Linked DNA regions of Hordeum vulgare: region 1 is linked to region 2. A link is a contact called in public Hi-C data. All regions are on one chromosome and are shown on one strand. The core of a region is the stretch at or near the end of the contact, and the rest is flanking DNA. Distances in the headings are between cores, read along the strand shown. Region 1 holds the start of LOC123398453 (dehydration-responsive element-binding protein 1H-like). Region 2 holds the start of LOC123397020.

Region 1 (5,624 bases), core at 1,857-4,356, 560 kb before region 2:
GATGATTTAGGATCGTCGTAAAGGTTACGACAATCCAGGAATCGTCGTAAAGTTACGACGATTTTGATCAAAACGTCGTGGCTGTTCATTTCTGACGCTCCGTTTTCGACGCTTGGTTTTTCGTCGTGCGATCGTCGTAAATGAAAAACCGTGACGACGTAGCGACGAAAAAATAGCGTCGTGTACTAGCATATTCCTTGTAGTGCCTTGTCCATGAACAGATACCAGCGCAAATTTATGGGTCAGTGTTGAAGATGTCCTTATACCACAACTTTGCCCAAAACAAGGTCTGAGCATGGTTAAACTGGAACTCAAGATGGGAATGGGCCGGATCAACCCGCTTGGTCACTGACACGACCCAAATAATCGAGGCCAATGGGTCAAGTGGGTCAGCCTTAAATTATTTACGGGTCAATGGAGCCGTCCCTATGAGACCCGATGGATCAGATTGGTCAACCCAATCAAATCGCTATGCCTAGTTGCTGCTGGCCGCCCCGAGCATCTCTGTCGTCATCGATGTTCCTCCTGGTGCGCCTCCTGTTCATCGTTTTGGTCGGCGTCGAGCTCACAGTCCGGCGGTCCTGGTCGCCGTCGATCTCTCCGTTCGGAAGCCTTGGACGCCATCGAGCTGGCCATCCCGGTAGCCGTCCTCTTCTTCTCCAACTTGGCTAGTTCACCATACGCGAGTCTTCCCGGTTTCCGGATTGTGCTCACTCTTGCCAGCTTCCTCCCATTCCCATTTCCCAGCACAATTGCAAGCCAAGCACACATCCGATTGTATCGTCCTATTTTGGTTCTTGGACAGTGCGTATATGTACGTTCTATGGTAGGAGTTTCAGTATAGTAGATTCTATAAACTATTACAAATTCAGTTTAGATCTAGTTGGAGTTTCAGTGCATATAATGATTCTGAAGCTTCAGTACGTACATGTGAGACTCCTATACCTTCAGTGTGATTCTATAATTATTTTAGTGTTGGCTCTGCAGTAGTTTTGATGTGTATATGTATAGGAGTTTTTGTCAATCTTATAAACTGTAAACGTGGAATTTTTTTGGTGCTGATAAAGGCTACTCCTTTCTTGTTGTTTGGTGGTGTATCATATGTAATTTTTCAATACAACAATTTTGAATTCATTCAATTTTGGATCAGCCTCGTATACCCAACGGACCAATGGGGTCATGAATTTCTGATAAAATGGGCTGATCCATGGCCTCACATATTGACCTTGGGCCACAAGACTAGGTCCAAGGCCAGGTCCAGGTCGGCTCATTTTCATCTTAAACTGAAACCAGTGGGGCAACGAAAACAAGAAGAAGAAAAAGACGCGCCCATCATTGATGGAGCTAGCCATGTAACAAAACATGATAGGATGAGGGGATAAAAAACTATGAATTCTTAAGTAGACCATTATAAACTCAGTATTCACTCCGTCCCACAATCTATGACATTTTTATAAGCTAAACCCGTGGGAGTACTTAAAAAAACTGCCATCAACTTTCGGACCACACAGGCACGCAGACTTGGTCATAGCTCTGTCTCTACGGACCATGTTGGTGCCTGCCACAGTCTTCACAAAGGCATCAAGAAACCCATGAATATGTGTTCGTAATGAGGAACACTATACAACCCATTACAACCATGTCTCCACAAAAGCCTTACGTGGAGAGGCAAAACAAAGCCTTGCACTATATACACAATAATTGCGAGTTGTGCACAATTATTACAGCACACTAGTCACTTCCACAGTCACACTAGATCTAAAAATATCTGCTGCAAGAGGAAAAAGGTACGTGACACGTCAACTATATGCATCTTGCATGTTGGCCACGCAATTCGGGAAGGAGGGCGGAGCTGGCCCGGGCAGCAGCGCCGCGTCAGCTCAAATCGCGTGGCCATGACGACCGGAAAAATGGGATCCAGCTGCTTTAACCAGCTGACCTGGGTGGTGCCTAGGCCACATCTTCCGAATGGGCGCCCTGACCACATCTGTCTGATTAACAAGCCGTTGATTTTTCTAGTCTGACTACCAGTTATAGTCATGACACATCATGTGATAGTGTACCTTTTTTGGCAGTCATTTGCCACCAGTCTAGGATCTTCTGTGGACTATTATTATTCTTCGAGCAGTCATGTCATTTCATGTGTCATTTTCTTGCTCCTGTGCCTAGGTTAGAACTTCGTTTGTTTGCATTTGCAGCTGTGTCGCAGTATTTGATGGATTTTAGTTCCACAATTTTATCATGCTGGAAGGGAACAGCTTCGGTTTGTTCCATGCATAGAGTCAAAGCAGCTGGCCGGAGTATTTTAGTAGCTCCAGAGCGCGGCGTCTGCTCCACCGCCATCGGTATCCCAGCACGCGCCGGCGGCCGGCGGTTGCGGCGGCTCCAGGAGAAGCCCCTCCGCGAAGTACGCATAGTATGTGTCCAGGTCCATTTCCCCGGACATGTCCAGCTCGAACATGTTGCTGCCCAGTGTGGTCGGCACCTCAAGCATTCCGTCGGCTGAAGGTAGGGATGACGACGTCGACGACGAGCCGGTATTTTCCATGGACGACTGCGCGGATTGGCTACAGGTTCCCTCGTCAATGAGGGCGGCCGCCGCCTGGGCCCTCGTGGCGGCGCCGCTTGCGGCCTCCCGGCGCTGGAAATCCGCGACGGCGCTGAGAGCCGCGCGCCGGACATCAGCGAGATCGGAGAGCGCGGACGGCACGGCGAGGAGCCAGACGGAGTCGGCAAAGTTGAGACACGGGGCGCGGCGGTCGAGCAGGCAGAGCATGGCGGCGTCGTGCGCACGCGCGGCCGCCTCGGCGGTAAGGTGCGTCCCGAGCCAGAGCCGCTCGCCTCGCTTGCCGGGGACGCGCACCTCGCACACCCACCGGCCGGCGCTGCCGCGGCGCCGCACGCCGCGGTACACCGGGTGACGCGTCTCCTTGAACTTGGTGCGCCCGGCGGGGCGCTTCAGATGAGAGGACAACGACGGCGAGGAAGGGGAGCACCGCTGCTGATCGGAGCCGGCCATGTCAATATTGCTATTGTAGGTGGTCGGTGCTGGCTCCAGCTTACGTACGGTGGACCGAGGTCTGGGAGTGTGAGAGCAGGCTGAGATTGAGCTGGGGAGTGTTTGTTAGATTGAGTGTCTTTTATAGTTCTGCCTGACGCGTTCCAGACTAGCGGCAGCGAGAGAAGACGCGTCAGGAATTTGCAGCGTTGAAATGATGGCATATAGCAGGCTGGGACAAGTGACGCATTTTCCTCCCGCGTTAGTATATCTTGTTCTCCAGCGATTGAGTGTCTTGGGGAGTGTGCCATTTACGCGGTGTGGGGAAGCGGCTTGGGGCAAGTGACGCGTCAGGGAATAGCAGCGTCAAAACGAAGAAGACATCTTTTTTGTTGAGGCTCGTTCTGTACGCGTCGTGGGCAAGCGGCAGGGGACAAGTGACGCGTCATGGATTTGCACCATTAAAAAGGTCTTGCTGGCAACTGATAATTGGGGCCACAAGCATGGACCAGCCTTGGACTCGTGGCACAGTTTTACCCCGCGTTATGCATGTTAAATGTAAAAAAGAAGAAGAAAGAGAGATGAATGAAAGATGATCCATTAGTCTTTATTGATGATAGAAGTAGGGTATTTATATTCAAACGGAAGTAAACATGTTGCTTGGCAGCCAAGTAAACACATAGTTACTTGACAGTCAAGGAATTACATAGTTGCCTTGAGAGTCAAGGAATTACATGGTTACTTGAGAACCAAGTAACTTATCTAACAATTAATTTAATCCTAATTAGCTTAATTAATAAGCAACTATTCTATTTTTAACACTCCCCCTTGTACAACGCGTCTTCTTGGATATATTCATAATCTTGATAAATTCTTTGAATAATCTTGAAGTCTCCTCTAAAAACCGTGTGGGAAAAATATGAGAATTATGCAGATATGTTGCTAAATCTTCTTTAAACCCAGTGGAAAAATAATAAGGAGAAAATGATGCAACATATAATGATTATTTTCTCTTGATAACTCATATGAGAAAAACCTTTGGAGAAGGAGAAAATTCATTGGTGAGTTTAGAGAACAATTGATATGTCTTGAGTACTTCCTTTAAAAATCCCAATAGGGAAAATAGAAAGTATGACATACGATCTTTGAGAAGGTATTACCTCATTAAAAACCATTATGAGAAACTACAGGAGAAAACTCATAAGGGAAAAGAGTGCATCTGACATGCCATTGAAAACTCCTTTAAAACCCAGTGGGAAAAAATATAAGGAGAAAATGATATGGCATATACAAACACTTGTGTTTATATTGTCTCGTTAAAAACCTTTTATGAGAAACCATTAGGGAAGAACTCATCAAGGGAAAAAGAGTACAATATATGCAATTTGATGATTGTTAATAGGTTATAGTTTGGGAGATCACTCCCCCTGAACTTTGCAAATATGGAGGATGTCTCATACCAATTTCATTGGCAGAACATAAGATTGTGTATAATCTATTGGATTTTCACATGATTTTGTTTGCAAATTATTTCCTCACTTTTCTATAATCCGTGAGGATAAGTAGTTTTCGAGCAATGTGATTTATGATATTGTTCTTCATATAACCTCTAGGTATTGAGTAACACAAGTGGAAGTAGCTTTATAAATCAAGTTATGTGATTCTGATGAATCTCAACCACATGATTTTGAGTGTGGTTAATCATTCTGCCAAGCCATGCATATTTTGCAATGCTTTTAGATAAAGCAATTATGTCAGAATGATAAGTGGGAATAACGATTAAAGTCCATTTAGACGACTTCCATATGAAGGCTATTCCAACAAATTGAGTCATTGATATGGCGTCTTTGGGATCAAATAAAGAGCCAATATCATCATATCATATCATGGTCATATCTTGTATTTCCTGATGGAATTGTCCAATATTTATTGTGAGCTTAAGATATAAGATAATATTCCATATATCAAGCATGTACCTTTTGTTGGGGGTTGCACTCTGAACAAACATAGCTAATATGGTGTCAGGACTGACATAGTTTGCAATCATATGAGTGCTTTGACATTAGTGAGATATAGAACTTCAGGTCTTTATGTCACTTCATTATCAACCATAGGTATGTACCTTATCAAAGGTAGTATGACCATACATGTGTTTTGTTGTTATGATATATCCACACTGAACTTCTCGTATATGTTTTGGATATATGTAGACTGATATGTATTCTTGAGAGAATGCTCAAGTTGTAAGCTTAAGCTAAATTCGGTTGAATCCAAATTTTCCATCTTGAGATGATTTTGTGTATGTTTATGTCTTGTAGAGACATTGATGATGAAATCATCGATATACACTTAGGTGATGTAAGGAAATCCAATTTTGGGATTACTTTATTAACACATAAAAACTGATCATCCTTTGAGTAATCCTTTGAAGAAGGAACTCATTTAGTCAGTAGTACCATATGATTTCTGACTATTTGAAGCCATAGAGTGACTTCTGAAATTTTACACAAATATGTTGCGATTTATTTTGGATTCGGAATTGTAAGCCCTTCAGGGACTTCGTTATAAATTTCTAAAACTAGTGACCCATATGAGTATGTAGTCACTTCATCCATTAACTGCATGG
Region 2 (5,767 bases), core at 2,548-5,047:
GCCTGATGACTATACACGCACATTGCAGAAGGAAGTGAAAAAGAGCAGATCACGTGCAAGTGCAAGTGGGAGCAAATCTAGTTCAACTAGAAGCAAAAAAAGATCAGACGTTCCTCAACTTGGACAACAGGCCAAACAGTCGATCCCACCCCTCAGGGTGTTACCCGAGAATGTCCCCCCTCTGGTGCAGGGGCAAGATTTGGAATTAGCAAAGAAGTGGGCGGATGAATGGGGTATCCCGGTTGAAGACGTTCTGGCTTCCCAAGACGACAGGTTACCCAAGGCTGTGGTAGCCCCTAAGCCATAGTTTGTCATGGGAGCGCCTTTGGTCAGCAAAGATGATCTCCCAACAAATATGCGTTACTTGCATACATGGTACTTAAGTGAATCAAAGAATGGGAGAACGATGATCGTGGTGAGTGTCCCACGGGAGTACTACGGCCGCCCCGAAGAAATCCATATCGACTTTGATGAACTCTTCCAGATGTACAATGCCGACGCCCTCGACAAATCGCTTATGAGTTGCTATTGTCTGTAAGTTTTTCAATTCGTTGTCTACATATAACTTGTTTAGTTATTTCAATTCATTGTCTACATATAACTTGTACTCTATTATGCAGAATGAAGATTCTGGATTGTAAAAATAGGAACATCCTAAATATTGGGTTTATTGACCCAGATAAAATACATATAGCGACACTAACTGATAAACCCAAGGAGACGGAGGAAAACCTTCTAAGGTTTCTAACAGATCAAAATTTCTGTGACCACATACTGTTTCCATACAACTTCAGGTGAGGGTCTTTACTCTGTTGTGTCCATTCACTTATAAGTGTAATTGATAAGTTATTGACACACACACACATATATATATATATACATGTGCAGCTTCCATTGGATTCTGTTGGACATTCAAATTGATAAGGGAAGAGTTGATGCCTTCGACCCATTATCGAGACCCTTGGAACAGTTCCAAAGCCTGCGGGACATGCTCCAAGGGTAATTTCAATCATTCTTGCGCTCTATCGGTCTCTTTCGATGATTTTCTGATATATCAATTAATGAAAAACTTAGCAAATCATTTTCCTTGTCGGGCAGGGTTTTGAAGCGGTTCAAGTGCGTGACTCCCGGTATCGAGCCTGAGAAGCTGACCTTTAGAGCGGCTCAGGTAAGTAGTAGTATGATATACTTCTATTTTCAATACATTTATGATGCTAGATTATTATTTTGATTATATATATTCTATTCTCGTAAAGTGCGACCAGCAGCCACGGGGGACGCATCTATGCGGATCCTATGTTTGCGAGACCATTCGCATGTTTACCTCTGAGCACAAGGATCATAGATACGACGTAAGCAATGAACATTCACACCTCTATTTTTACCCGTCATTCTTTGTTATCATGATTGATATTCATATTCATCTCCTCTTCTTATATAGTACACGGCCATGAGGGAGAAGTCCCTACCAGAGCAACGCGCGATTGCTGTTGCAGAGGAGCTTGCGACCTTTCTGAGGACGGAAGCTATAGATGACAAAGAACGATTTAGTGTAGCTAGGGGCCATTACTGATGTTGGTCCATGTAATCCAATAGACGGGCTCTAGTCCCGATAATTCAGATCTCTATATAATTGTATATATATGCTCGCTTGTAAGATAAGTTAATCTTATATATATGCATAATTATTTCTATTTAGAATTATATGAAAAACTAATTCCCGAACACCAAACGAGGCATCACGTTAATCTCCCGAACACCTAAACCTTAAAACCCTAAAACCCAAAAATAAACAAAATCTGCAGAAACTCTTTAGTCCCGGTCCGTGTTAAGACCCGGGACTAAAGGGCCTGCCCCTGAGGACGCTCCGAGGCGCCCACATGGAGCACCTTTGGTCCCGGCTTGGAACAGGGCCGGGACTAAAGGTTAGGCCTTTAGTCCGGCCCCTTTAGTCCCGGTTGGTGAACCGGGACTAAAGCCCCTTACGGGCCGGGGCTATAGGCCCTGTCCCCACTAGTGCAAATCTAGCGCGCGGACGTCCGCTTTCTCCCTCGCGCGTGCTAATTTCCCGCCTCCGCTGTAGCGCGATTTTCCATCCCGTGCGTGCTAAGAACGCAGTTTACCGCGCGCATGTGTTTTTTGGCGTCACTTTTGGAGATGCTTTAAGTATTGCATATCTAAGTCCTACTCTATTTGGTCCTAAATATAAGTATTTCTAAAGATTTTATAAAAAAAAACTATGTACAAAGCAAAATGAGTGAATTTACATTTTAAAATATATTTATATACATTTATAATTTTTAGTGGAACCTTTTAAAAAATTTATATTTAAAAACGAAAGGAGTATATAATTAATCTTACGTAAAGATTCGTGTAGGTATTCTTTTTATGTTTAAAATATGCAATAACTATGTCACATATTGTATCCTCCTTCGTCTCGTTCTCATCCATTCCGAGCTCCAGCTCTCCAACTCACTAGCTCTTAACATACTACTGCCTCGCTACACGCCTACACAGCTGCACCAACGCCACAACGCCCTCTCGACGCTAGCTGCGAGCCATGGACACAGTTGCCGCCTGGCCGCAGTTTGAGGAGCAAGACTACATGACGGTGTGGCCGGAGGAGCAGGAGTACCGGACGGTTTGGTCGGAGCCGCCGAAGCGGCGGGCCGGCCGGATCAAGTTGCAGGAGACGCGCCACCCGGTGTACCGCGGCGTGCGACGCCGTGGCAAGGTCGGGCAGTGGGTGTGCGAGCTGCGCGTCCCCGTAAGCCGGGGTTACTCCAGGCTCTGGCTCGGCACCTTCGCCAACCCCGAGATGGCGGCGCGCGCGCACGACTCCGCCGCGCTCGCCCTCTCCGGCCATGATGCGTGCCTCAACTTCGCCGACTCCGCCTGGCGGATGATGCCCGTCCACGCGACTGGGTCGTTCAGGCTCGCCCCCGCGCAAGAGATCAAGGACGCCGTCGCCGTCGCCCTCGAGGTGTTCCAGGGGCAGCACCCAGCCGACGCGTGCACGGCCGAGGAGAGCACGACCCCCATCACCTCAAGCGACCTATCGGGGCTGGACGACGAGCACTGGATCGGCGGCATGGACGCCGGGTCCTACTACGCGAGCTTGGCGCAGGGGATGCTCATGGAGCCGCCGGCCGCCGGAGGGTGGCGGGAGGACGACGGCGAACACGACGACGGCTTCAACACGTCCGCGTCGCTGTGGAGCTACTAGTTCGACTGATCAAGCAGTGTAAATTATTAGAGTTGTAGTATCAGTAGCTAGTACTACTAGCTGTGTTCTTCCACCAGGCGTCAGGCCTGGCAAGCAATCTCAAACCATGAATATGCAAAAAAAACTGTGTTCTTCCAGATATGGGAAGAAGAGAGAGTAAGCGTCGGGGGCTATGTTTTGCCCAAATGCGAAAGCTCCCGGTTTCTACTTCCAGGAAGGCCGACCGTGGGTTCTTTCTTTGTTCAATAAAATAAATAGAGAAATGGGCAGTCTCTTTGTTTTTTAGAAAGAAGGAATGAACAGTTGTAGTGCAATCATTCGCTCCATGGAGACCAACCAAATATCTTGGCAACAGAAACCAAGAAGGTAAGGAAACGACAAATGAAAAGACATCTCGCCTTGGGTGGACAGCGGTGACACAGTTGGACGTTACTCTGTTTTTGGACAGCCCTGAATTTTTTTTTACACCCGCTCAAATGAATTTAGGTAAAGACAACTCCAACGGAGCGATCCAAACGGACATAGATTTTGTTCGTTCTTTATTCGTTTGAGTCGCCTCGCTTAGCGGACATGGAGCGGATACGGTGAACACCCGATGCTTAAACGTAAAAGCGGAAACAGCGGACCCTCGCGCCGCCCCTCCTTGCGCTGTCCGTCCTCCTCCCTCGCGCCGCCCCTCCTCGCGTTGCCCCTCCTCCTCCCGTGTGCCGCCCCTCCTCGCGTCGTTCGTCCTCCTCCCTCGCGCCACCCCTCCTCGCGCCGCCCCTCCTCCTCCCTCGCGTCGCCCCTTCTCGCGCTGCACCTCCTCCTCCCTCGCGCCGCTCCTCGAGAGACAGAGAGAGGCAGAGATCTCACATCTCTCCTCGCCTCGCCTCTCTCTATCGGATCACGCTGGATCTTCCCTCGCCTCGCCTCTCTCTGTCACACCCGCACCGGATTGCGCCAGATCTCCCATGGGCGGGCGGCGGTAGCACCCGTGCCGCCGGACAGCCACCAGAAGGCGGTAGCACCCGCATCCGCAAGACGTTCGAGGACTGCTGGGCCACCAAGTCCATCCTCCTGGGCTACGGCGTGCACATCGACGAGTGCGACCTGTCGCTGCACGACGGGTTCAAGGACGAGCTGCACGCCTCGCTGGGCTGCGACGGCAGGCTGCCCCAGGTGTTCGTGGACGGTGAGCACCTGGGCGGCGCCGAGGACGTCCGCCGCCTGCACGAGGCCGGGGAGCTGTCCGAGGCGCTGGACGCCTGCGAGATGGCGCTACCAACCGTGGGCGGCAAAGGCGCCGCGCTAGAGGCGTGCTCCGGGTGCGGCGGCGTCCGGTTCGTCCCGGGCGCGGCGACGAAGATCCCTTGGCGAGCGCGACGGGCGCAGTCACTGATAAGTGGGACCAGGGGCAGACACGAGCAGACGACAGCGGTGGACGAGAGCGTCCGCCTCATATCCATTTCTTTCCATTTTTGCGTCAGGTTTGGGTCGGGACGGCGGACAAGCGGACAGCAGGCGGACACATGCGTCCGTTTGGGTCATCCCGTTGGGCCAGCTTTTGTGTCCGGATGACCCTAACGGACAAAATGGATCACTGCGTTGGGGTTACTCTAATGGAATATTTGGAGTCCTTCGGCTTCGGTATCAGCTTGCGGAGCTCACGGAGTTGCAGGCTAAGAGAGTGAAGATGGAAAATCGTTGATACGTGGATCCTGTAATTTTATGGAGTTGATGAATAGTCAAACATGCCTTTAATTTTATAAATATTTTAAAAGATTTCATAAGAATCTGAATTTTTTAAGATAAACTTTGACAAATGTTCTAAGAGGTTGTAAAATTTCATCATGAAATTTCATTCGTAAAAGTCATGGCAAAAAAAAATTCAAAACTTTGAAAATGGTACTTTTGAAAGTATTTTGGAGCATTTTTTTCACGGCTTACACAAAGTGATTTCAAGCTGAAATTTTGCAGGCTCTTAACATTTGTCGAAGTTTGCTGTAAAAAATCAGATTTTTTTGAATATTTAAAAAATACTTTTGTTACTTACTGTTCACATGAGCTCTGGTGTAGAAGGACACCTTCCGTAATACTAGTCCTTTGGTATTTTGCATCATATTTGATCGTGTTTTTAGCTAATAAAACACAATTTATATGTAGCAAAGTAATACGATTGAAAACATCATTGAAACGCAAATTCAATAATATTGTTCCATATGACATGCATTATCATTTTACTAGTCAAACATACAGTTAAATTTTGGCCCAAACAATCGGGACTAACAAATCGAGATGGGTGTAATACACTATAAGGTACAGTTTATTTTTCCTCGATTGGTTTTTTGCCATGATGGGAGTGGATTGAGGTTACCTATTGGGACATTGGTCCGGCCTAAAATTTCAACACCATTGGGTCCTTATGGGTCGGCTTCGTATGGAAATTGGGCCAGGGGAATCGGACACCGCCAGCATCTTGTGTAGAGCAGGTCTACTCAAATTTGATCGCCAAGGTTGCAACAATATTTACGGCAGCATATGCATTTGTGAGGGTGTAGT

Evidence for each region. A called contact is a pair of places that touch in the nucleus more often than the background predicts.
Region 1: a Hi-C map of leaf shows a contact between it and region 2, with 4 times the contacts expected there. The contact joins the promoter of LOC123398453 here to the promoter of LOC123397020 in region 2. A contact is called at or near these places in 2 of 6 Hi-C or Micro-C datasets (leaf and seedling).

Annotation. Positions count from the first base shown.
Region 1 is chr5H:495,667,183-495,672,806 of MorexV3_pseudomolecules_assembly, reverse strand. LOC123398453 (dehydration-responsive element-binding protein 1H-like) reads right to left here and starts at 3,106. Exons shown (of 1, transcript XM_045092923.1): 1 at 2,032-3,106. The coding sequence starts at 3,019. The coding sequence ends at 2,306.
Region 2 is chr5H:495,111,909-495,117,675 of MorexV3_pseudomolecules_assembly, reverse strand. LOC123397020 reads left to right here and starts at 3,797. Exons shown (of 2, transcript XM_045091739.1): 1 at 3,797-3,810; 2 at 4,057-4,786. The coding sequence starts at 3,797. The coding sequence ends at 4,786. It overlaps LOC123396669 (dehydration-responsive element-binding protein 1B-like), which reads left to right and starts at 2,421. Exons shown (of 1, transcript XM_045091538.1): 1 at 2,421-3,490. The coding sequence starts at 2,561. The coding sequence ends at 3,226.